2 separate regions of the Sus scrofa genome follow, and region 2 is linked to region 1. The links are chromatin contacts, called in public Hi-C maps. All regions are on one chromosome and are shown on one strand. Each heading gives the region's core, a stretch centred on a gene start, on an enhancer-like site or on the middle of the called end of the contact. The rest is flanking DNA. Distances are from core to core; before and after follow the strand shown.

Region 1 (4,205 bases), core at 1,187-3,686:
TGGCTACATAAGCAGTTTACTGTTGATACTTTGAGGGGGTTGGAAAGTAGGCAGGCAAGAATTGGGTTCCCGGTGGGGAAGGCTGGGCTGGCTGGGTGGTGGGCAGGGGGAGAGGGGGCATGGAGGGTAGCACATGATAGGTGGGCTTGGAGGGTGTGTGAGCAGCTGGGAGTCAGGGAGAGGAGGCTCCAGCTCTGCCCACCTCCTGGGCAAGCGGAGCCCAGGAACTGGAGGGCCCTGTGCAGCCTGGCTGCCGGGCGTGCAGCGGCTGTGGCTGGTGCCGTCTAGGGATTGCGGGATGTTGCCAGAGTGCCTGAGAGCCTTGGCAGGTCAGAGAGGGTAGAGGGCAAGGCCTCTCTAACAAGGCTCTGCCTTTGTCCCTCTGCAGGACTCTCAGCCCCAGGCACCTGCAGGCAGTGTTTGATGAGTGACTGATAGGGGTGGTGGGACCCCGGGAGGCGCCGCCTTCTCCCGGATCTGCATCCGCCCGCGGCGGCCGGCAGGGGGCGGTGCCCCACCGGCTTCGGGAGGCTTCTCCGCCCCTGCCCCGGGCGGGGTGCCCCGGAATGCGGCGGGGCTCAGATGTGGTGGCGCCGCCCGCGTCCCGTCCCGTCCGGTCCGGGCGGCCCCCGAGCGGCCTCCCTGCCCAGGCACGCCGACCCGCGGGCGGGCGGACACCAGGTGTCGGCGCTGCGGGAACAGAGGCTTCCGAGCCCCGCCCGGGGACCTGGCGCCACATCTGGCCCTGCCCCGGTCCGGGCGCCGTGGGGTTGGGCGCAGAAGGGCTGCGGGGGTGGGGGGGGAACAGAAGCCCCGAATTCCTGGGTTTGGGGCCCAGAGGACCCTCCACCGGCAGCCGCATGACACACCTGCTCTGATGGTGGTGGTTGGAGCCCCAGGCCCCTAGCCCCCTCTCCAGGGACCTCCTCTCTGTCCTGCTGCAGGCAGCCGGAGCTGTGCTGGAGTCCCGGCTCTGGGCCTCGGTTTCCTCATCTGTAAGGCCGATGACCCTACCCCGCAGTCTATTGTGAGCACTGACCCAGAGAGAGGCTCGTAGACGGTGGCCCAGGACAATGCCAAAGGACGTCCCGGCTCACCTCCCCCAGAAGACTGGCAGCTCCTCCAGGCAGGACTCCTCAGGAAAGGGTCTCATGGTCCCCCCGCCCCATCCCATCAAAGGGGGCAGGGAGGGACAAATCCCACTGCCATTTGGCAGATGAGTAGACTGAGGCTCAATTCCCCCAGGGAGTTACTGGCAGAAGCAGGACCCGAACCAGAGTCCTTAATTCCCAGTCCAGGGCTCTTTTTCCATTTTCTTACCTCCACAGTTTTGGGAGTAGGTTTGCAACGGCAGAGCCGTAGTGGTGGAGAGGGTGTGGTCTCAGGATATATTCAGGGTCCCCTTTTCCAAAGCCAGGCCTGTCTGTGGTCACATTAGTGACTCTCTCATTCTGGCCATGCTCTGAGCCCTGGAGTTCCAGAAGGGACTCTGGGCAGTGCCCCTGTCTCCGCATTGTTACTCCTGTCGGCTGTAAGGCTAGGTCCTGGCTAGAGGTCTCCTTGCAGCCTGCTTGCCTTCCAACAGAATATCAGCTGACTTGGGGCTGTGGTTCCCTGTTTTCTCTTTCTGCCCCTCCAATTAGTCCAGGACACTGAGCAGAGGTCCGAGTGGGAGGTTTGCTAGAGCTCCGGGCAACTCCAGAGAGAGTGGTGGGGGTCCTGGAGGCCCAGCTCCACTGGGGCTTAGAGCAAGGCTCCATGTCTCTCTGGGCCTCAGTCTTTCCCTCCGTAAAATGAGGTAGTTGGCCTCACTCGTGGGGCTGGATGTCACCCCAGGTGCCTGTGTTACCCTCTGTACCTCCCCGCCCTGAGGTGTGAGGTGGCCCTGACCTATTTTGGAGGGACCTGGAAGGCAAAGGGCCTGGGTGGGCTGCAACACCTAGCTTTGGGCCAGTTTAGTTTCCAGAAGACAAAAGAAAGGGGCTCTCGCTGCCTGCAGTATGGCAGTATGTGTGTCACTGTCACTGTGGAGGTATGGCAGGTTCTTGCCAGGGGCTCCCTGCCCACCTGGGGAGAGGACCGGCAAGGCAGGAGTCCCAGTCAGCCCTTTGGGACCCGAGAGGTTGGAGGCTTGGTGACAGAAAGGCACGCTTTGAAGGGATGACCTGCCGTGTGGCCGTCCCCGATCCTGGGAAGGTCTTCAGAGGCAGCCTCTGAGCCCAGCTTGTTCTCTGCTCTGGACCCAGCACTAGGAGTTCCTCTCCCTACGAGCCCGGGGCCCTGGGGTGGCCCTGGGGGTGGCCTGGCAGGACAGGGCTTTGTGGGGGGACTTAGAGGGGAGAGGAACTCATGGGGACAGTGGGCGGCTTGCTTTTTCCAGGAGGCCGTGGGGGGTGCGTGGGGGCGCGCCCCCCCTCCTTCCTGGAAGTATAGGCTCAGAAGCCTTGGGCTTGTGGGGAGCTCGAGTTGGGGAGGGGGTGTCAGGCAGGCTGGAGAGCGCCAGGGAAGGCTCCCTGTGTCTCAGAGAGGCCCCTGCAGCACCCCAACTCACTGCAGACAGGGCAAAGCCTACGGTGGCTTGGAGCGTGAGAGGCTCCCTAAGTCCTCCATTTTGTACCCCACATGTCTGTGGCCAGGAGGAGGAGGGAAGGCGGCAGGCATGCAGGCATCCTGGCCAGGCCCTGTCCCAACAGGCTGGGGGGGGAGGGCCAGGCTCCCGTGTGGGCCCACGTGCTCCTCAGCCTGGCTCGTAGCTAAGCAGCCCGCACAAACAGCAGGAACACACAGCAGCCCTGGTGCGTGGGCACGTGTGTGCCCGTGTGGGGGGCCTCCTTGCCCCAAACTCCAGCCAGGAACCCTTCTGATTATTTTCTAGTCACAGTCGTATGCAGGCCCAAGGATGGGGTCTGCCTGCTGCCACTGCTGAGCGCTTACTGTGTGCCAGCCTGATCCATTCATTAGTTCCTTTAATCCTTACAACCGGACAGGCACCCATTTTATAGACAGAGAAACTGAGGCTCTGAAAAGCTGCACATACACAAGACCAAGAGCGAGACAAGAGCAAGAGAGTGGTAAGACCAAGGTCTGAACCAGGGTCTAGTTCAAACTGACTCCAGAGTCTTACCCCAGGCATGTGTAGACGTGTGCACATGAGTATCGACCGAGGGGCTGTGTGTGTGTGCATGTGTGTAGTTGCAGGCTTTGATGGCTGCCCTGTATTGGCCTGTGTCTGGCTAAGGACGCCAGCTTGTGGGTGTGGATACGTGTGCAAGCATGGAGGCACGCATGCATGCAGTGCTCGCGTATGAGATCTGACTCCTGTCTGTACACACAGGCATATTTGTGCATGTGTGTTGGCATATGCACACACTCAAGAGCACGTGTGTGCAGAGCACACCTGTATTCGTGTGTGCACACGTGCACGTGCTGTGTGCATGCATTCACGTTTGCACACAGCCGTGAGCTTGTGCCTATGAGGTCCTCTCCAAAGGCTGACCTCGTCCTCCTGCTCACCCGCCTTGTGTCCACTTCTCACGCTCCTGACTCACTGCCAATGAGTCATGTGAGATGGGATGCAAGATGGCCTTGTTGATGTCACGGGCACTTCTGAGGATGTGGAAGGAAAGCCAGGGTTTTTTTGGCCTTTTTTGCCTCCATGGCATATGGAGGTTCCCAGGCCAGGGGTTGAATTGGAGCCGAAGCGCAGCAACGCGGTATCGTTAACCCACCGAGGAAGGCCAGGGATCGAACCTGCGTCCTCATGGATGCTAGTCATTTATTTCTGCTGAGCCACGATGGGAACCCCAGGAAAGCCATTTTGGGGAGGGATAGGATTGGCAGGGATGTGGGTTCGACAAGAGGAAGACACACGGGCGTCGGTGAGGTCTGTGCCCGGTCCCCATACGGTGTGTGCCAGGCTATTCCGCCTCAATCCAAGAGGGACTCCCCTGTGGTTCCTGGCTGTGGGAAAGAAGGGCTGAGGCCAAATCCCAGCCCCTCGGAACTGCCTATTGCACCGCCCCCTCGCGCTGAAGCCCTCGGGCTCCGGGGCCGTGGATGTGCAGGCGGAGCAGCGGTCGGCAGGGGGCGCTCGGGGCCCGCGGATGAAGATGCGCCAGGGGCTGGCGAGGACGGGAACCGGGCAGGCGGGGCTGAAAGACAGGTACAGACCCGCCTGCAGGAGGGGTGGAGGCGGGAGCGGGAGT
Region 2 (4,205 bases), core at 1,276-3,775, 770 kb after region 1:
TTGCCTTCCTCCCCTGGGGTCACTTCTGCATTCCACACGTGTTTAAGGAAGGAGGGTCGGGTGCCTACTTTGGGGATAGCTTGAACCCAGGTCAAGACCTTAGCCCTAACTGATTCGAAAGACAGAGCACTCAAATAAAAATTCAAGCACCAAAGCGTGAGACAAGATACAAGAAAGGTCATGAGCTGAATTCAGAGCCAAGGAATGGGAGGCCAATAAACGCTACAGGCTACAGGCCTTGGGAAGAAGGATGGTGATTGTGATTCATGACCAAGTGGAATCTGAAGGATGCTAGGGCTCGTGCTCTGGGAGAGGTGTGCCTTCCAGATGAGAGAATAATGAGGAGACGGTCCCCAAGGTCAACCTTGTGACTTGCACATGGTAGCTATTCAATAAATACATGCTCCTAGGGTCCCAGAAAACCTGAGGCTGCTCTTGGTTGTGGCGATGGCAAGAGAACATGGGTGAGCAAATGCCAGGTCTCAGGCAGGCTGGCAAGCACCAGGGAGATAACCTGGGGCTGGCAGGAGCAGCGGAGCATAGGGCAGGGCTGAGCCAAGCCAAAAGCACAGACAAAAGGGTTTATCCCTGCAGCTACCATCTAGGATGCCAACTCCCCAGCATCCTAGGAGGCGTTACCTTGGGGAGGTGACATCCCGCCTGCCGACCATGGCTCTGCCCAGCCAGGATCTTAAAGGTCTGCTGCCCACCCTGCACCAGGCTCAGCCACACTCTGCTCTTCAGAGCTCTCAGATCCCTTTGTTGGCAGAGTTAAGGGTGGCTGGATGGTGACAGCCCTGATCAAAGCAAAGCCTTCCTGAGCCCCTGTGGCTCAGTGGGTTAAGGATACGGCATTGTCACAGCTGTGGTGCAGGTGCAGGTCACAGCTGCAGTGCAGGTTTGACCCCTGGCCCGGGAACGTCCATATGCCTTGGATGCAACTGAAAAAAAAAAAAAAAGCAAAACCTTCCTGGGGTCCCCTGGAGCTGTCATGTGCCAACCACCTTCAGGTAACTATCACCCCACCCCACCCCAAGTTCTTTGGCTTGTTCAAGTTCCCACCAAGTATTGTACAATCATCCTTAAAAGATAATAGCATAATGTCCAATCCCTTATCCAACAATTCCAAACTCCAGAAAACTCTGAGGACCAGAGTTCTTTTTTTTTTTTCCTATTTTTTTTAGGGGTGCACCCACGGCATACGGAAGTTCCTAGGCTAGGGATCCAATCAGAGCTGTGGCCACTGGCCTACGTCACAGCAACGCCAGATCTGAGACAGGTCTGTGACCTACACCAGAGCTCAAGGCAACGCCAGATCTTTAACCCACTCAGCAAGGTCAGGGATTGAACCTGCATCCTCATGGATGCTAGTCAGACTCCTTTCTGCTATGCCACAATGGGAACTCCTCTTTCTTTTTTTTTTTAAATGGGCACACCCACAGCATATGGAAGTTCCCAGGCCAGGGACTGAATCTGAGCTGCATCTGTGACCTACACCACAGGTGCAACAACACCAAATCCTTAACCCACTGAGCGAGGCCAGGGATCCAACCCACATCCTCATGGAGACTATGTCAGGTTCTTAACCCTCTGAGCCACAGTGGGAACTCAGAGGTCTTTGTAATTAATTCACTTACCTGCAAAACCTGACATGAGGCTGCTTCTAGGTTTCATATACCCCACCTAGGGGGGAATGGGTGTACGTCTCCCTGCAGAAATAATAAAGGGTCTGATTCCATGGTTTCAGGTGCCACATCAAACCCCGCTGTGCTTTTACTTGTACATTATACATAGTACGTTCCCTTTCTAAAATCTAAAAGATTCTGAATCCCAAGAGCCATCTGGACCTCTCGGTTGGGTTCAGGGGTTGTGAACTTGTGATATCAATCCAGGTTTAAGGGGTTTTGTTTTAGTTTTTGTTTTTGTCTTCTTTTCACAGCACACAAGTGGCATATGGAAGTTTCCAGGCTAGGGGTCAAATCTGAGCCGCAGCTGCCAGCCTACACCACAACCATGGCAACATTGGATCTGAGCGGCATCTGTGCAGCGTGCTGCAACACCGGATCCTTAACCCAGCGAGCAAGGCCAGGGATTGAACACATCCTGTGCACATACAGGAGTTCCCATCATGGCTCAGCGTAATGAACCCAACTAGAATCCATGACGACATGGGTTCAATCCCTGGCCGTGTTCAATGGGTTAAGGATCCTGAATTGCTGTGAGCTGCAGTGTAGGTCACAGATTCGGCTCAGATCTGGCGCTGCTGTGGCTGTGGTGTAGGCGGGCAGCTGTAGCTCTGTTTCCACCTCTAGCCTGAGAACCTCCAGATGCCAAGGGCGTGGCCCTAAAAAGACAAAAAACAAAATAAAAATAGAACGTGCACATACAAATAAAAGTGAAATTGTACCAAGCAGATCAAAGTAAGATCTCAAAGGAGAGGCACGTTTGACCTGGAGAAAGAGAAGCTGGGGAGGGAAGAAGGGCGCCCTGGGCAGTGTCAGGAGACCTGGGTTGCATCAGGCTGACTCACCTGGCCACGCTAATACACCTCTTTCCCCTCCGGGCCATTTTCCTCCCTGACAAAACCTTCCATCTCCTCTGAGTTCCCGTCTATTCTCTATGACGTCAAATAGCTGAAGGCCTGTCATTCAGGAGACGAGACACCAGACTGGTCTTTGTACCTCCCCGAGGAGCCAAGCCTGGGTAGCCCAGGAGGCGGGCCTCCGTTCCCACGAAGGGCTGTGTGAGGTGCTCTCCCACAGTCCGGCCAGCTGCCCGCCTCATCCTCCCCGCAGTGAGGCAGCCTGGGGTTTGGGCATTGGACAGGGGGCCAGAGAAGGGGCTCATGGCCTGAAAAAAGGTGGGTGGCCTCCCCAGGGACAAGGAGAGGGATGAACAAAATCCCAAGGGTCTGTGGGAATTCCCACTGTGGCTCAGTGGGTTATGAACCGGACTAGTATCCATGAGGAAGCGAGTTCGCTCCCTACCTAGCCTCGCTCAGTGGGTGAAAGATCCGGCGTTGCCATGAGCTGTGGGGTAGGCTGCAGATGCAGTTCCAATTTCACCCCGAGCCTAGGAACATCCATAGGCCGCAGGTGCGGCCCTAAAAGGCAAACAGTACAAAACAAAACAAAAAACCTCAAGGATCTGGGATCCGGGCACGCCTGCTAGGTGTTGTCTCCCTCCCCATAATAGCAGCTGCAAAGGGCCCGGGCCCAGCTTCCCAGAAACACCTCCCCGGACAGAGCCCAGCCGATGCCCCACAAGAACCATCCTCATCACCTCCATTCCCTGTCTCGGGACAGACCTTCTCCAGCCCCAGGATCTATATTCCAGGGAACAGTTCTGAGGATTGATTTCTGAGGACCAGTAAGGCCTGGCCTGGGGGTCACAAGAGAGAAAGGAGACACTCACTCTGGGGAGCCTGAGGGGGTAGACTGAGCCTTTGGGATGCACCCCCCACCCCTGGACCCAGTGAGCTTGCTCCAAACCATCCCCTTGCTCTTGAACTTCTGCCCTCTGCTTCTTTCTCCTTTTTCTTTTTCTCTCTTTTTTTCCTTTTTCTTTTTTTTTCTTTTTAGGGCTGCACCAGCAGCATATGGCAGTTTCCAGACTAGGGGTCAAATCGGAGCTGTAGCTGCCAGTCTATGCAACAGCCACAGCAACGCCAGATCCGAGCTGCATCTATGAAGGACACCACAGCTCATGGCAACACTAGATCCTTAACCCACTGAGCAAGGCCGGGGATGGAACTGGAATCCTCATGGATATTATTCAGGTTCTTAACCCACTGAGCCACAATGGGAACTCCTGCCCTCCCCTTCCCCACTCCCACCTCCCCTTTGGGCTGAGGCCAGAGCGTGCAAAAGCCAGTGGTACCAATGAACTGAACCCTTTCCTGTTTGGTGCCAGGCCCTCTGGTCCGGAGCAGGTGACCCTGTCCTGTGCCCGCAGGAGGCAGGGAAGGCTTTGCCATCCACGCTCCACTGTGGACAGAACCACTGGCCAGATGTGGCCCCAAATCCGGAGAAGCCTTGGATTGGGAAATGGGGGAGCCAGGTCTCTCCCTGCTCCCTCAGTCCTCACTCCAGGCGCTTCGGGGCCTGCTGAGACAGTGGCCACAGCAGAGGGTGAGGGGCGTGGGAAATGCAGAGACCATGGGCCCCCCACCTCTCACCCTGATCAAGGGTCCACACTGTGCTTCT

The links. Hi-C and Micro-C count contacts between places; a contact is called where the count stands out from the background.
Region 2: a contact with region 1 is called in a Hi-C map of omental adipose tissue, with 2.7 times the contacts expected there. The contact joins two enhancer-like sites. A contact is called at or near these places in 9 of 47 Hi-C or Micro-C datasets (embryonic fibroblasts, epiblast stem cells, fetal skeletal muscle and 5 more).

The regions. Positions count from the first base shown.
Region 1 is chr5:17,469,870-17,474,074 of Sscrofa11.1, forward strand. All of the region lies in intron 1 of LOC110260840 (a long non-coding RNA gene), which reads left to right. Among named protein-coding and RNA genes, the nearest start is that of KRT80, 34 kb to the right of the region's middle. Within about 2 kb of position 2,437, at least 9 of the 83 cell types and tissues checked have an H3K27ac peak or open chromatin away from gene starts, as enhancers often do. A contact at or near this core is called in omental adipose tissue, where this site is marked.
Region 2 is chr5:18,236,741-18,240,945 of Sscrofa11.1, forward strand. No RefSeq gene overlaps it. Among named protein-coding and RNA genes, the nearest start is that of KRT18, 21 kb to the left of the region's middle. Within about 2 kb of position 2,526, at least 2 of the 83 cell types and tissues checked have an H3K27ac peak or open chromatin away from gene starts, as enhancers often do. A contact at or near this core is called in omental adipose tissue, where this site is marked.